Regions from separate parts of the Mus musculus genome. Here region 2 is linked to region 1. The links are chromatin contacts, called in public HiChIP or PLAC-seq maps. All regions are on one chromosome and are shown on one strand. The core of a region is the stretch at or near the end of the contact, and the rest is flanking DNA. Distances in the headings are between cores, read along the strand shown.

What was found. HiChIP or PLAC-seq counts read pairs in DNA pulled down with a chosen protein or histone mark.
Region 2: an H3K27ac HiChIP or PLAC-seq map of microglia shows a contact between it and region 1, with 4 times the contacts expected there. The contact joins the promoter of Nckap5l here to the enhancer-like site in region 1. A contact is called at or near these places in 4 of 484 Hi-C or Micro-C datasets (bone marrow-derived macrophages, double positive thymocytes, embryonic stem cells and 1 more), 4 of 115 datasets of contacts at active chromatin or transcription factors (embryonic stem cells, extraembryonic endoderm stem cells, microglia and 1 more) and 3 of 9 other capture datasets (adipose tissue, liver and pancreatic islet).

What each region holds. Positions count from the first base shown.
Region 1 is chr15:99,339,644-99,346,289 of GRCm38.p6, forward strand. The region is part of intron 1 of Fmnl3 (formin-like 3); the gene reads right to left. Among named protein-coding and RNA genes, the nearest start is that of Gm22951, 25 kb to the right of the region's middle. Within about 2 kb of position 4,043, at least 168 of the 459 cell types and tissues checked have an H3K27ac peak or open chromatin away from gene starts, as enhancers often do. A contact at or near this core is called in adipose tissue, bone marrow-derived macrophages, extraembryonic endoderm stem cells and 2 more, where this site is marked.
Region 2 is chr15:99,454,899-99,461,544 of GRCm38.p6, forward strand. Nckap5l (NCK-associated protein 5-like) reads right to left here and starts at 2,850. Exons shown (of 13, transcript NM_001001884.1): 1 at 2,734-2,850.

The sequences.
Region 1 (6,646 bases), core at 2,793-5,292:
GCAGGTTGAAGACTCCAGGTAGCATGTACAAAGAAAGAACTTAGGATGAGAGAGACAAGAACGGCCAGAGGAGAGAAGGACAGATAACCTCATCCCAACAGTGATAAACTTTCCCAGGTTTCTGTCTGCTGCTGAGGAGTCGGGCTGCAGCTTCCCCACAGCTGGGCAAACACCCCCGTCCCTCTGGAGCGGTTGCTTTGCTGGTGGCCTATGTGTCTGTGTGGATTATAGAACAAACAGACACACAAAGGTCAAAGGCAGATCCAGAACTGCCTCTGCCTACCCAGCTGGGGGACAGGCTGCTACCAGCTGAACCTAAAACTCAGCAGAGTCTCTAGGGGCAGCCCTGGCTCTACTCATCCTGAGCATAGCACTGTCATCTAACGACACTGCTTCCGAGCCTCAGCCAGGAAAAGAATTTCCTATTTTTTCCTGTGGAAGAAAAATGCTAGTTGTGCTGGCTTTTTGGGGGTGGGGGTGGGGTGGGGAGTAGGGGTTCAAAACAGGGTGTTTTTGTGTAGTCCTCACTGCCCTGGAACTCACTCTGTAGACCAGAATAGCCTTGAACTTAGAGATCTGCCTGCCTTTGCCTTCTGAGTGCTGAGATTGAAGGTGTGCACTGCTGCCTGCCTTTTTTTTTTTTTAAACACAAGCTAGAGTCATTTGAGAAGAGAACCCACCTCTCTCATTTGAGGAAATGCCCCCACTCAGACTGCCCTGTGAGCAAACCTGTGGAGCATTTTTCTTAATGATTGACACAGGTGGGTCTCTCCCCTGATGGCCACCCATGGACAGATGGTCCTGGATATCACAATAAAGCAGGCTGAGCAAGGTACAAGGAGCAAGTCAAAAGGCAGCATTTCTCCATGACCTCTGTAGCAGTTCCTGTAAAAGTATTTTTAATTCTCTTGACAGAACTGTTGTTTCTGAAGCTTACGGCCTCTGTCTGCTAACCTAGTCCTGGAAGCTTCTAACCTCCATACAATTGAATCTAGGCCTAGAATATTTTTCAGCCTCTGAGACTTACCACTGAATTAGCTCACCCTTTCTTGTTCTTTCTAAACTCTGGCTGGCTGGTTCAACTCAGCTGTTCTGGGTCAAACTCCTCTCCAGGCTGACTGACTCAATCTGGCTTCTGTCAGTTTCTCCTAAATTGCTCTGCTTGGCTTCCAACTAACTCTAGCAATCTGTTCTGATCTTCTGCCTCCTCCTGTCTTCATCGGTGTCTAGCTTGTTCTCTCTGTGTAACCTGTCTCTGCACAGCATTCCCAGGTGACTACCTCTCTCTCTCTCCCTCTCTCTCTCCCTCTCTCTCTCTCTCTCTCCACAGCCCCTCAAATAGCTTCCCTTTCCTCTCTCTTGAGAGTTGGGCAGATCCTGTATTGTGATTTGTCACTTTGTCTGCCACTAGATTAGACATCACTTTCAAACACGGGTGTTTCCTTCTATAGACTAACTCTACCTTCACTGTTTGGGAGTAGGGTGTGTGCTACAGTCATGTCTGTATTCCAGACAGAGGGATCCTGCCCTGGCCCCCTGTGATGACGTACTGTGAAGTGGAAGTGAAATGTTTGGTCAAGGTGTTTCGTCACAGCAATGGAAACCTCAGACCTTGCCACAGAGCAGGATAGGCTGCTGCTGCTCTAACAGACATCACATCCTATCTACACTGACTTCCTCTTCTGGCCAACCACTGTGGGCTGCAGCGGCTTCACATCTCCCTGTAGGTGTGCTGGTGAGAAAATGCTTGGGTCTCTCTAGGCTTCAAGGTTGAGCAGTCACCACCACCCCCTCCCTCTGGGACTCCTATCTTAAAAACACAGATGATACATCAAGGATCCTCAGAGAAGATAGGCCCCTGCCCCATGGAGATAGGTGGCAAAGCATGAAGCAGCCCTAGCCAGAGGCCCATGTCCTGTCTGGAGCTTCTGCGGCTTTTCTGGACAATGGCCCCAGCTTTGTCCGGGCTGAAAAGTGTAATGGGAAGAAGATGGATAAAGGAAAACCTGCAACCTCCAGCATTCTCACAGAGCAAAGTACTAACTGGCAGGCGGGAGGCACTAAGGCAGAGGACCAGGTGGTTCTCTTCCTGCCAGACAAGAGCACTGAGACCCATGTCTCCACATGGTAATGTGTATAAATCTGCCCAATGTCCAGAGGAAACCAACTTCCTGGCTCCCAGAGACATCCAGGGGTTAACCTGGGCAGGGCTCTAGACTCAGTCAGAAGCTTGATCACCAGCATTTTCTTTCAGTAGTTCCTTGGAGACTGGGCTCTCAGAGGCAAGAGCTAAGGTCTTGCTAAGTCCCTGATTCAGGTGTTGCTGAATAGAAAGGCAGCAGAGGGCACCAGCTGTGGGGCCAGGGTGCCTGAGATCCACTTGGGCATGTCAAAGCTATCAAACCCCACTGAACTCACTCATCAAGCTGATCCTATCATCTCACAGGGCTTTTTGAGCATCAGATGATGGGCGTAATTTACACCTTCACACATCTGGAATATGATGAGCATTGGCAAAGTCCACTCTCCTAGAAAGCCTGTGTGGTATTCAGCATCCACAGGCCTGCCCACTTGCTTCTGGGTTGTTCCTATTTGTCCTTCAGCAACTGCTTTTCAGCACTGAACTACAGCATAATCCTTTGAACCCCCTTTTTAATCTTTCCCTGATTTCCTCTAAGACTAGGAACAATTTAAACAACGCCACCTTTGTGGGAGGGGATGGAGGGAGGTAAATCACAGCCAAGACGGTCACAATAGGAGATAAGAGAAGGGGAAGCTGAAACCAAACTGAAAGCAGCTCTGGATACTAATCTGGAAGTCAGAGTAACCAGCAAGATGCTGCATATCAAAGGGTGACAATGGTGGAAGAAGCTGAGAGGCGAGGCTCTGATGCTTCTCCAGCAAAGCTGCTTGCTCTCCTCACGTGGGGGCCTATGTAAATAAGTGGTCCTAGTCCTCCACAAGGTCTCCTTACTGCCCCCGACCCCATCCCTGTCCACCTCAGAGAAGCTGGGAAGGAGGAGGGGTTCTGCTGAGGTTCCCTTCCCCTGTCTGCCTTACACCCCCAAGTCCATTTAGCCCTCCCTTGTTTCTCTCCCACTACAAGAAAAGGGAAATGCCATGTGCCTGACGTTTCCTAAAAGCTGTGTGCCCACTCTGGACTCACCACTACTCTGCCGGTCTTTGTAAGCCAAGCCTGGGGGAAACCCAACATACAGAAAATAGGAAGCACCCATAATTCTCTGCTTCATTGCTTCTCCTGGTCCTAGCAGATCGTGACAGATCTAGCAACGGACACAAAATGGTGTAGTTCCTAGAGAGACACTGGAAGCATCAGAGACCTCACTTGGAAAAGAGCATTGGGGACAGCTACAAATGGTATCTACTCTTAGCAAGAACAGAGTCAGTGATCTTAACGTCTTCTCTTGCAGAGCCACATAGTTTTCTAAGCTGGACACTCCAGGCCCTATGCTTGGCTATGGGGTGGAGATTCCTGGATAGCTGAGTCTGGAGCTTCCGTGTAGGTACCCCAAGTGCTTTCCTGGGTACCATGTGCTACTCAACATGCTGCTGTGCCCCTAGATGCAGGAGCCACCAAGGCCTCCCTGGCATCTGTCCAAGAACACGTGGACAGATGAGCAGAGGTGGGACATGGTGAAGCAGCAGAAGCTTGGAAGCTGAGGAGTTTGCTGCAGGAGGACCTGACAATGCTCCCAGCCTATATGCCTAATGGGATCCCCATCTCACCAACTAAGTCGTCCCCAATGCCAGTGACAAAGCTGGCAAGGCAAGGCATGAAGGCCCATGACCAGGCATCAATAGGGCAGTGTTTGGAACAGCCCAGCCAGCCTTCATCGTGGCCCCATTGGTAGGCAATGGGCACAGCTGTGGTGGGCTGGGCACTGCTACCAAAGGATGAAAGCTCAAAAGGTAGGAGGCATCAGCCCCTTGGCAGCCACAGCCAGCCCTGCTGCAGTAGCAGCTCCCAGACAATGAGAGCTATTTTCAGCCAGTCCTTTAACACAAGCCAGCTGGCCAGTGTGCTGGGCAGGAGTCCTCCTCCACCCAGCCTGCCCAGACAGCGGCTGCCTGGTCAGCCCCACCCGACCCATGCTGCTGCCACCTCTGCATTACTGTTTATCTCACTGTTTCAGCACAGCCCCTCCCAACACCCCCAAAACTGCAATCCCATCAAAAGGAAACAAATCAGAGCTCCATCAAAGGTCCAGGAGCTAAGAGTAGAAAATCCAGACATAGGAAACACAGCAGCCCCTTCAAACACCCACACTTTTCCCCAAGCCCATGACTGGCTGGGGCAGTGCAGGGGTGGAGATGAAACCCATGGATAGGCAGACTCACTGTGGCTCTCACTGACCCAGAATCCAGTCTTCTCTGCCAAGCCTGGGAAACGGAGCTCAGTTTTGCTCCTCGTACCCACTTCCTCTCCCCTTCCAGCAGGGGCTCAGAGATTGAGCTGGAGTCAGGGACAAGAGATTCTGGACAAGAGCTGCACTACTCCAGCAAGAGAATCATAGGAGGGGCCAAGGGCAGGCACTCAAAGCACAGAGAGCTACCTAGCTCCCTGACGAGTGTGATGGAGTGGGGTAAACATCCAGCCAGCCCCCATGCCCCGGCCAGCAGTATTCTAAAGCAGGAGGCAAGGAGGGCAACAGCCACCTCCCTGGACCCTGAGACTCCAGCCCTTTTCTGCCAAATTTCATAAGCTCACAGTACCCAACCCCCATTCCATTTCTTCACTCCCTTGAAGAGGGACCTACGCACTGGGGTACATGCAGAGCGCACAGCTCTCTGACTCAGTCTTCTCGAGGCCTGAGCTACTATTAGATGTAAAGGGAGGTTGCTGGGGCTCCTAATGGCATCAGAAAAGTGGGTGTGCTTTTCTGTGACTTAAGCATCTGCAGTGACTTAAGTCTGCCTTTCTGGATTTGTTTTAATTGAAGCCATCATCTTGGGGACAGGCTGCCAGCACAGAGCTATGTCTGGAGAACGTGCTCCTGTGGTCACTGATGACTCTATAACCAGAAGTGACTTGCCGAGTAGTTATGGGCCAAGTCCCTAAGCAGCCTGGAGGAAAAAGAAATGGATTCGCCAGATGTCTCCAGCTGAGCTCTGCAATTCACACCAGGCAAATCAGACAGAGAAAGGTCCTAGAAGGCCAGTGTCACCCAAACAAAGAGATGACTTTTTCCAACAATTCTATCACCCCCAGGCCTCTTTGTCACCTTGGAGGATTCCCTTATTGGATGCTCAGAGGGCAAAGGAAAGTGACCAGTCCCCAGTACCAAGAAACACCCAGGCTCTACTACCCTCTGCCTACTACTGCTCTACACCTACCTCAGGTAACTTCTACAGCTAGCCTGTAGCCCACAGTTGAGGACGCCCTTCTGCCCAGCAGTTGAGGAATACCCAACTTCAGACAAAACTGCTGATGTCATTTTCCAACTGAGCCATTGGCCCTAGCTAAGAAACCACCACCACAGCAACCTGATCCACCCATTGGCTCCTCAGCCCCTCCTCGTGGTTAGCCAGACCCACACACTCCCCAGTTACGGAGAATGGAAACTATTCCGATGGGGGTGACAGGTTTTCCAAGGCTAAGGAGTCTTGGGCACAGCTCACCACTCTGTTAGCTCACCAGGGTCCTCTCTCTTTCCCTGGGACTCCCTGCAGCCCAAAGAGGCAAGCACAACCCTCAGGCCCTCATCATTTCTAGGGTCACATCCCTCTCCCCCCCACACCACAGCCGCTCTCACTGAGCTGCGGTGACACCACAGCCGCTCTCACTGAGCTGCGGTGAGTCTTCTTTACAAGGTCGTCCGTTCACCTCCAGCTTCCCTCCCTGTCCTCACTCCACAGATTGCTTTCCTACTCACCTCAGCCCTCAGGTGGCACCGCTGCTTCTAACACTTCCTTTCCTCTTCCCAGAGACAGGCATGAAACATTCAAATACCTGACACACAAGATAAATCCTGATTTTTCTTGAGTCAGAAATACTCTGGCTCCTTATCATTTACAAAATACAAGTCCTTGGCCAGTTGCTCCTCAAATCTTACCTGAGAAGATCTCAAGAGCTAAGCTTCTCCCAGCATCTAAGAACAGCTATTCCTTTTGGCTTTCAAGGAACAAGCTATTTCTCTTGCTATTTCTCGGCTCCAGGATTTGCCTGTGACCAACTTCTTTGGTCTTCTAAATCCCTCCTACCCATTATTACCTGTTTCAAAATTCAAAGTGGTCACAAATCACACTCCCAAATAATTACATGTAAAAATGCCCCAGTAAAGGCCTCATTGCTATCCCCCAACTTCTCATCCTCCTCAGCAATGTTATCTTCCCATGTGATTAGCTTTTTCTCTGTCACTTAGGTATGGCTACATGACCATATGGAATGTAAACAGTTGTGTACAAAGTCCCTGAGAAGAAGCATTGAAGAGATGAAGCAGATACTCTTTTCTCTGTCCTGTTAAACACACAGACAATGGCTGAACTTGGGCAGTGATTTTGAACCAAGAGATGACTTTCAGATTGAAGTCTATACAGTAAAACAAGAGAAAACCCGCTGGGACTAGGGATGCGCTACTGTGGTAGGGAGCTTGCCCAGCAGGCGTGAGGCTCTAGATACAAACCC
Region 2 (6,646 bases), core at 1,600-4,099, 110 kb after region 1:
AGGAGATCCTGCTCTGAGAGATAGATACAGCTCTGGGGACTCTGTGTCTACACACCAGAGCCCCTCACCCTTCACTCAGGTTGTCCTTTCTCCTTCACAGGGCCTCGGGCTGCCCGCCTCAGAGCCATTCCTCAAGATGGAATTGCTGTTTCTGCCTAGCAACAGCTGCACCCTTTGCTCTCACAGGGACTCCACCAATAACTGCTTTCTGGGAAACTGACTTCCCTGGGAGTTTCCACTATCCATTTAGAGGGCTTCACACCAGTGAGGGAGGTTTCTTAGGGTTTCACCTACAAGCCCTCTGTTGATGCTTCACTCACACAGGCTGGCAGGGCTGGGGCTAAAGGGCTCCCCGGACCTAGGGAAGCTGAGAGTGAAGGACATTGCAGGAGAATGTGCCTCACATCCCGGAGCCTCTTTAAGTACCACCATCTCCTTCATCTGGGAGCCCAAGGACGAAAACAAATGAGAACATGGAGCTGTTTGGTTCTTGGGCTGGGAAGCAAGCCCTGACCTGGAGCACTAGAGTCCCGAGAAAGCCCTACCTCAGAGGTAAGGGGGCTGGGCAAAGCAGGGCAGGGGCAGCTTCCCCCTGTTGCTTGGAGGTACAGAGGTGCAGTGTGTGGAGACAGCAGGTAGGATGGGCAACAGCAGTGGGGCCCTCCTTGCCTTCTTCCCACAAGAGGGTGGATGAATGTGCTGGCCTCCCTGGCTTGGATCCTAAAACAAGTCCCAACAGCTGAGATGCAAACTGTCTGCTGGGAATCTGCCTACCCTGCTGGCCCTTGGCTGCCTCCTCCTCTCTCAAACCCTCCCCAAAGACCCAACTCAAAGACTGGCCCAGTCATGATGTCTCACCTTGATGGGTGGGCCGAACCTGAGCCAGCAGGAGTTCATACCCCAAGGCACCGGGGTGAGCAGAAAAGGCCTATTCACGGGCGGAACAAAGTTCTGTTTTTCTCAATCCAAAATGCTAACCCTAATAAACTGTAGCCCAGCAGTTTAGCTCTCTTAACAGAGCCAGCCTGCTGGAGGACCCTTCACCCCTCACCCCTCGAGTCACCACCTCTGTGCATGTTTGTGTGTGTGTGTGTGTGTGTGTGTGTGTGTGTGTGTATGTGTGTGTGTGTATGGGAGGTTTAGATCTTTCTGGTCCTACTGCTGAGCTCTGAAGATGAAGGAAACTATGCTCAATAGAAGCAAACCATCTTGCTCAAGGTCACAGCGCAGGCTGCAAGACCAGGGCCCAGGGCTCTTGACTCTGGCCATCCTGACAGCAACTCAGTGCACATACACGAATATTCTCTGCCATGTGGTGGAGTGCATCCCTTCTCTGAAGCCCGACTCTTCCAAAGGCTAGAGCTGGAGAATACTGTACAGCCAAAGACACCTTAGGTAGACCACAGGTGCTGGAAACAAAACCAAACAATCTATGTGGGAATACAAGGAACTCTGCTCACACACTAGGGATGGGTTTTAAAAATCTGAGAGCCAGGTTTTCAGGCCAGATTGGGAGGGGGGGGGGTCCTGTAAGATTGAAGAGGGTCTACAACAAAGCAATTGTACAATGCTCACTTCCCCTCAGAGGCCTGAGCACACAATAGTGAGAGACTCCTTCCCCATGGTTCCTCAAACCAGTCCTGATTGCCGGCCTCTGTCTCCAACCACTTCCTCTGGCTGACAATTGTGTTTAAGCAGGAGGGCCCACTGGAGAACGGGAGAGTTGGCGGAGAGGGAAATCAAAGATTGCCTCCAAACCTAAGGAAGCCTTCAAGCCTAAAACCTCCAGCTCCTGAGGAAGGCGGTCTTTAAAAAGCAGCTGTTGGGCAGGCTGGGTGGGTTCATGTGAGCCCTCTGGAAAACCAGGCTTAGGAGATGAAGGCCTTCTGTGCCCTTGGGACAGCGCCAAGGCTAGAGAGACAAGAGGGGCCTTCCGCCCAGGATATAAAAAGAGGGAGTTGGGGTCCCAACTGCCGCTCTCCTGGGCCTGCTAAACCAAGGGAATGTCAGGCACAAATAAATTCTCTGCATTCTTTTCAGCACCCCAGCCCAAACCCAGAAACCTTTTCAGTCGGGGCTGCCCTGTCCCTTACTCCAGCCCAACCCATCTCCTTCGCTCAGCCTCTATTCAGCATGCAGGTTGTCGGGTTCCCTTCTTCCCACAGCCCCTCAGAGCCTCAGCAGGGTGGTTCCCAAGACCCGGTCACTCCGCCTTTCCCCGCCTCCCCCACGCCCTACAGCCCCGGGCCACAGGGACTGGAAGGAGTGCGAAGGGGTGCCCCGGGCTGCAGTCTGCGCCTGCGCTTTGGGGAGAGCCCCCTCCCTCCGCAACCCAGCACCGCTAAACGCTACCGGGACCGTGGGATACGGGGAGGGTGGGATGCGCAGTGGGGGCAAGGTCAGTGCTTTCAAAGAGGGAGGGACACCCGCCACCGGAACATCCCCCCACTCCCGAAAGTTTCCCTTCCGGGGCCACCGAGTGTGCGCGAGGATGGCGCAGGGGGCGGGAGGGGGTGGGGTGGGGGGGTGGACAAAGTCACAACAGGACCCCTCCTGGGAGAGTGCAGCGCGAGGGACCGGCAGGCGTCGAGGTGTGGGCCGGAAGCCTCGCTCGCTGCCCCTTCCAGCCAAAGCTGCCACGAGAGCCTTTCACTCCACACTCCGCGGCCCCCACCCGGGGCGTGCGGCCCCCCACCTCTCAGCCCGTTAAATGCCAAACAGGCCTGAACTTACCGAAATCAGGTGCTGAGCTCGACTGGCTTGGTCCACAGGGTCCATGGCCGCATCTCGGGGGCGGGAGGGCGAGGGGGGTGCAGGAAAAGGGGGGTACCGGAGCCACCTCTTGATGTCAAGGCTTTAAAGGGGCCAATGAGCCCCGCCCCTCGCCCAGACCCCGCCTCCCTCCTCCCGCTCAGCCAATCCACGCTCAGCCTGGGTGCCTGCCCCTCCCAGCTCTATCCAGATGTTCCCAGGACGAGAGCTAAGTCTGCCCGGCCGGCGCGCGCCGCTTCCGCCCGAGTGGGCAGGGCCTCCCCTCCCCTCCCCCCTGCGGAGAAACACTCTTCCTCAGGCCGGAGCTGACCTGCAAAGCCTTCGCGGTGCTCCCGGTGCTCCTGGTGCTGGGGATCGGGATGCCAGGCCCGGCCGAGTGGGACTGGAGCCGGGGCATTTAGAACAGAGAAAACTAAGTAGGTTTGCGCGGGCCCACGGGCATGCGCGTCTGCTTCCGTGGGTCTGGGCGTGCACGTGTATGTGGTTGAGAGCGTGTTTGTAATTTGCTGCATACGTGTTAGGTGCAAATCTACAGGAAGAGGCTTGAGTGTCTCCTTGGCCTGAAATGCACCCGCCTCTCTTTTCCATCTCTAGGTCGGGGACCTCCCAGAAATCTGGAAACTGGAAGCGAGGAACAGGCACATGTGTAGAAAGCAGTGCTGGTTTAAGAAGCAAGGCAGACCCAGGCGTGGTTGCTCATGAGAAATCCTCGCACTTGTGAGGCAGAGGCAGGTAGATCTGTAGTGCAGAAAAAAGAGACTGTGGTTGGTTTTTAGCTACTTTCTGTCAGGGAAGAAGAAAGTACAGTCCAGTCACTTCACTAACCGGGAGGAAACAAGCTAACTCTTGCAGGCCTTTGCAACTTAAGAGCTCAGTACGGTTGTCCTTGGTCTGTTTGTTGTTACTGATTGGTTGAGACAGGATCTCTAACTCTGGCTAGCCAGGAACTCATGATATAGGCCTGGCTGACCTTGAACTTGTCATGATCCTATAGCTTCTGTCTCCATTTTGGTCCTTAAACACTTCCTTGCCCTTCGGTGGATACCTTATAATCCTCAGCTATATGCACTGTATTAACTGGCCTGGATGCGCACACAGGGGAATTCAGAGGTATCTTTGGACACTTTGTATATTTTATTAATATTGCTTCTCTCTTAGGTGTACAAATGAGACTTAAAGCAAAATTAGTCCAGTAAAAGAACGGGTGCCCTACAAGAATGTAGGGTGGTCAGGTTGGCTGGGATGCATTTAAGGGGTCCTCTCTGAAGAAGGCATTTTAGAGTGGGAGTCTAAAGATGGAGAACTTGAGTAGGACCCAGGCAGGAATAAAGACAAGTGATTGGCAAGAAGCTAATTACCAGAGTGGGATAGCAAGCAAATCCTCTTTTGTAGGGGGGGGGGGGCAATGCAAGAGGTTTTATCTGGAAAACAGAATGAGCATTTATATAAGGGAGTCATTTTGGATTAAACAACAACAACAGAAGAAGAAGAAGAAGAAGAAGAACAACAACAACAACAACAACAACAACAACAACAACAACAACCACCACCACCACCACCACCTCCGGTCTCGCTGTGCAATTCAGGCAGACTTCCAACGCTCTGCCCCCCAGTGTCAGGACACAGGTGTCATGTACTGGGTGTCAGGACCGCAGGTGTGCCACCAGGCCTAGAGCATGCATGCACACACCAAGCATGCACTCTGGTGCCGAGCCAAATCCACAGCCTTCCACTCCCTCTTCATCTTGTTTCTTGATGTTCTTTGAGGGTGCCTTTGGACACTACAGGACTGATTAATCCTTGGCCAGTCATCCCGTATTTACGGAATAGGGATTAATGTGCTGACCCCGGGGGGATAACAATAATTAGACACAATCTCCCCTCAAAGGGTTTTGAAGCCCAACACAAATGATGTATCTGCGGTTCTTGCGTCTTGGGATGGAAATCTTAAGTCCGTCAGGTATTTCTAACTATTTTAAATGTTTTGCAGGTGACTGAATTTTTGGAAGCAAATGACATCTAGATTGGTTGGGTTTTTGTTTTGTTTTGTTTTGTTTGTTTGTTTGGTTGGTTGGTTGATCGAGACTGAGTGTACTGGAATTCTCTCTAGACCATGCTGGCCTCGAACTCAGAGATCTACCTGCCTTTGCCTCTCTCCTGAGTGCTGGGATTGAAGGTGCGCGCCATTGCCCGGCTTAGAGTGTTTGTTTTATGTTTTGTTTTGTCTCTTTCATGTGCTCACCCTTATTTAGTAGGCACAGACAGAGCATTTGTCCATGGCCTTGCCCTCCTGGCTGGCCCTGGAGCACTTGCTATTTTGATAGGCTTCAGGCTTCAGCTGTGAAGCTGTAGCAGCGCTCCACGGTTATTTTCTTGGGTGAGGCTTGCTACGTTTTGACTCGGTTTTACTAATCAATTTATTAAAAGTCTGAAGCCCCAAGATTGATTATTCTCCATTCTTAGTCTGCATCACTAATGACATCCTTCCCTTGTTTGTAATAAGATGAGCTAAGACTTCTTGGGGGCTGGGGCTGTAGACTGCTGTTTACACACCCGTGTGATGGTGTGGCATAACTGCGTATATAGTGATGATGACCCTAGAAAGCCACGCCCTCACTACTCACAGTGGCATTTGAATTCAGATCTCCCGGAACTGAATAATGGGTGATTGTGAGCCACCTTGTGAGTGCTGAGACTTAACCCTGGTCCTCTGCAATGGCATCAGGGTACTCAGCTGCCTTCCCACATTCTCTGCTTTAATGCTGTGTGGTTGACCATTTAGCGCTGGGTGTCTTCCCTCTTCAGAGGTTGGCGTTGAATCACTTTGCTGCCGTGCTGGCTGAGAAGATGGCCAAGTTTAGAACTCCTGGAATTAAGAGATAGTTGGGTTGTCAACTAGCTTCTCAGAATACCCTAACCTGCCTATTTTTTTTAGGTTGGGTCAACTTCAGGACACAGTCTAGATATTACTACTCCTACTAAGAAGGAGAAAGGTGCTGGCTAGTGCTCAGTTAATTTTCTCAACAGGAATAAGCATTGCCAATGTACTTTGAAATCTCTCACTGGTAAGATATGATGGATCTGCTCACATCTTTTAATTATTTTTTTCTTTTCTCCTCCTCCTCCTCCTCCTCCTCCTCCTCCTTTTCTTCTTCTTCTTCTTCTTCTTCTTCTTCTTCTTCTCCTCCTTCTCCTCCTCCTCCTCCTCCTCCTCCTCCTCCTCCTCCCCCTTCTTCTTGTTGGACCTAATGGTCCAGGCTTAAGGACCCTGCTACTCAGGAAGATCACAAATTCAAGGCCTGCCTGAGTTACAGAGTGAGTTCAAATGTCAGTTTAGGTAATTAAATGAGACCCTATCTCAAAATAAAAAGTAAATAAAGAGATGGGGATATTGCTCAGTGGGAGAGTACTTGCCTAGTATGTATGAGGTCCTGGGCTTAGTCCCCCAAATTTTTACTGCACGTTTTTTTCTATGCCAGGCATTGAGCATATGGTACCAGGCTAAGTAGTAGGGATGACTTGCAGACGTACCAATGTGAGAAGTATCCTAAGAGCAAAGCAGACTCTTGTGTGGTTTTAGGTGAGGGTTGGGGTAGAGCTGGTAGGATGCATAATCAGGCTAATATTTTGTGTTTTGTTTTTGAGACTGGGTCTCATTGTGTAGCCCTGGCTGGCCTGGAGTTCCCTATGACAGGGGTTCAAAGCCTTCCTGATGCTGCGATCCCTTTAGTACAGTTCCTCATGCTCCGGTGAGGAACATAAAATTATTTTCATTGCTACTTTGTAGCTGTAATTTTGCTACTGTTATGGATTGTAATGTAAATATCTGCTATACAGAATATTTGATATGTGACCCCTGTGAAAGGGACATTTA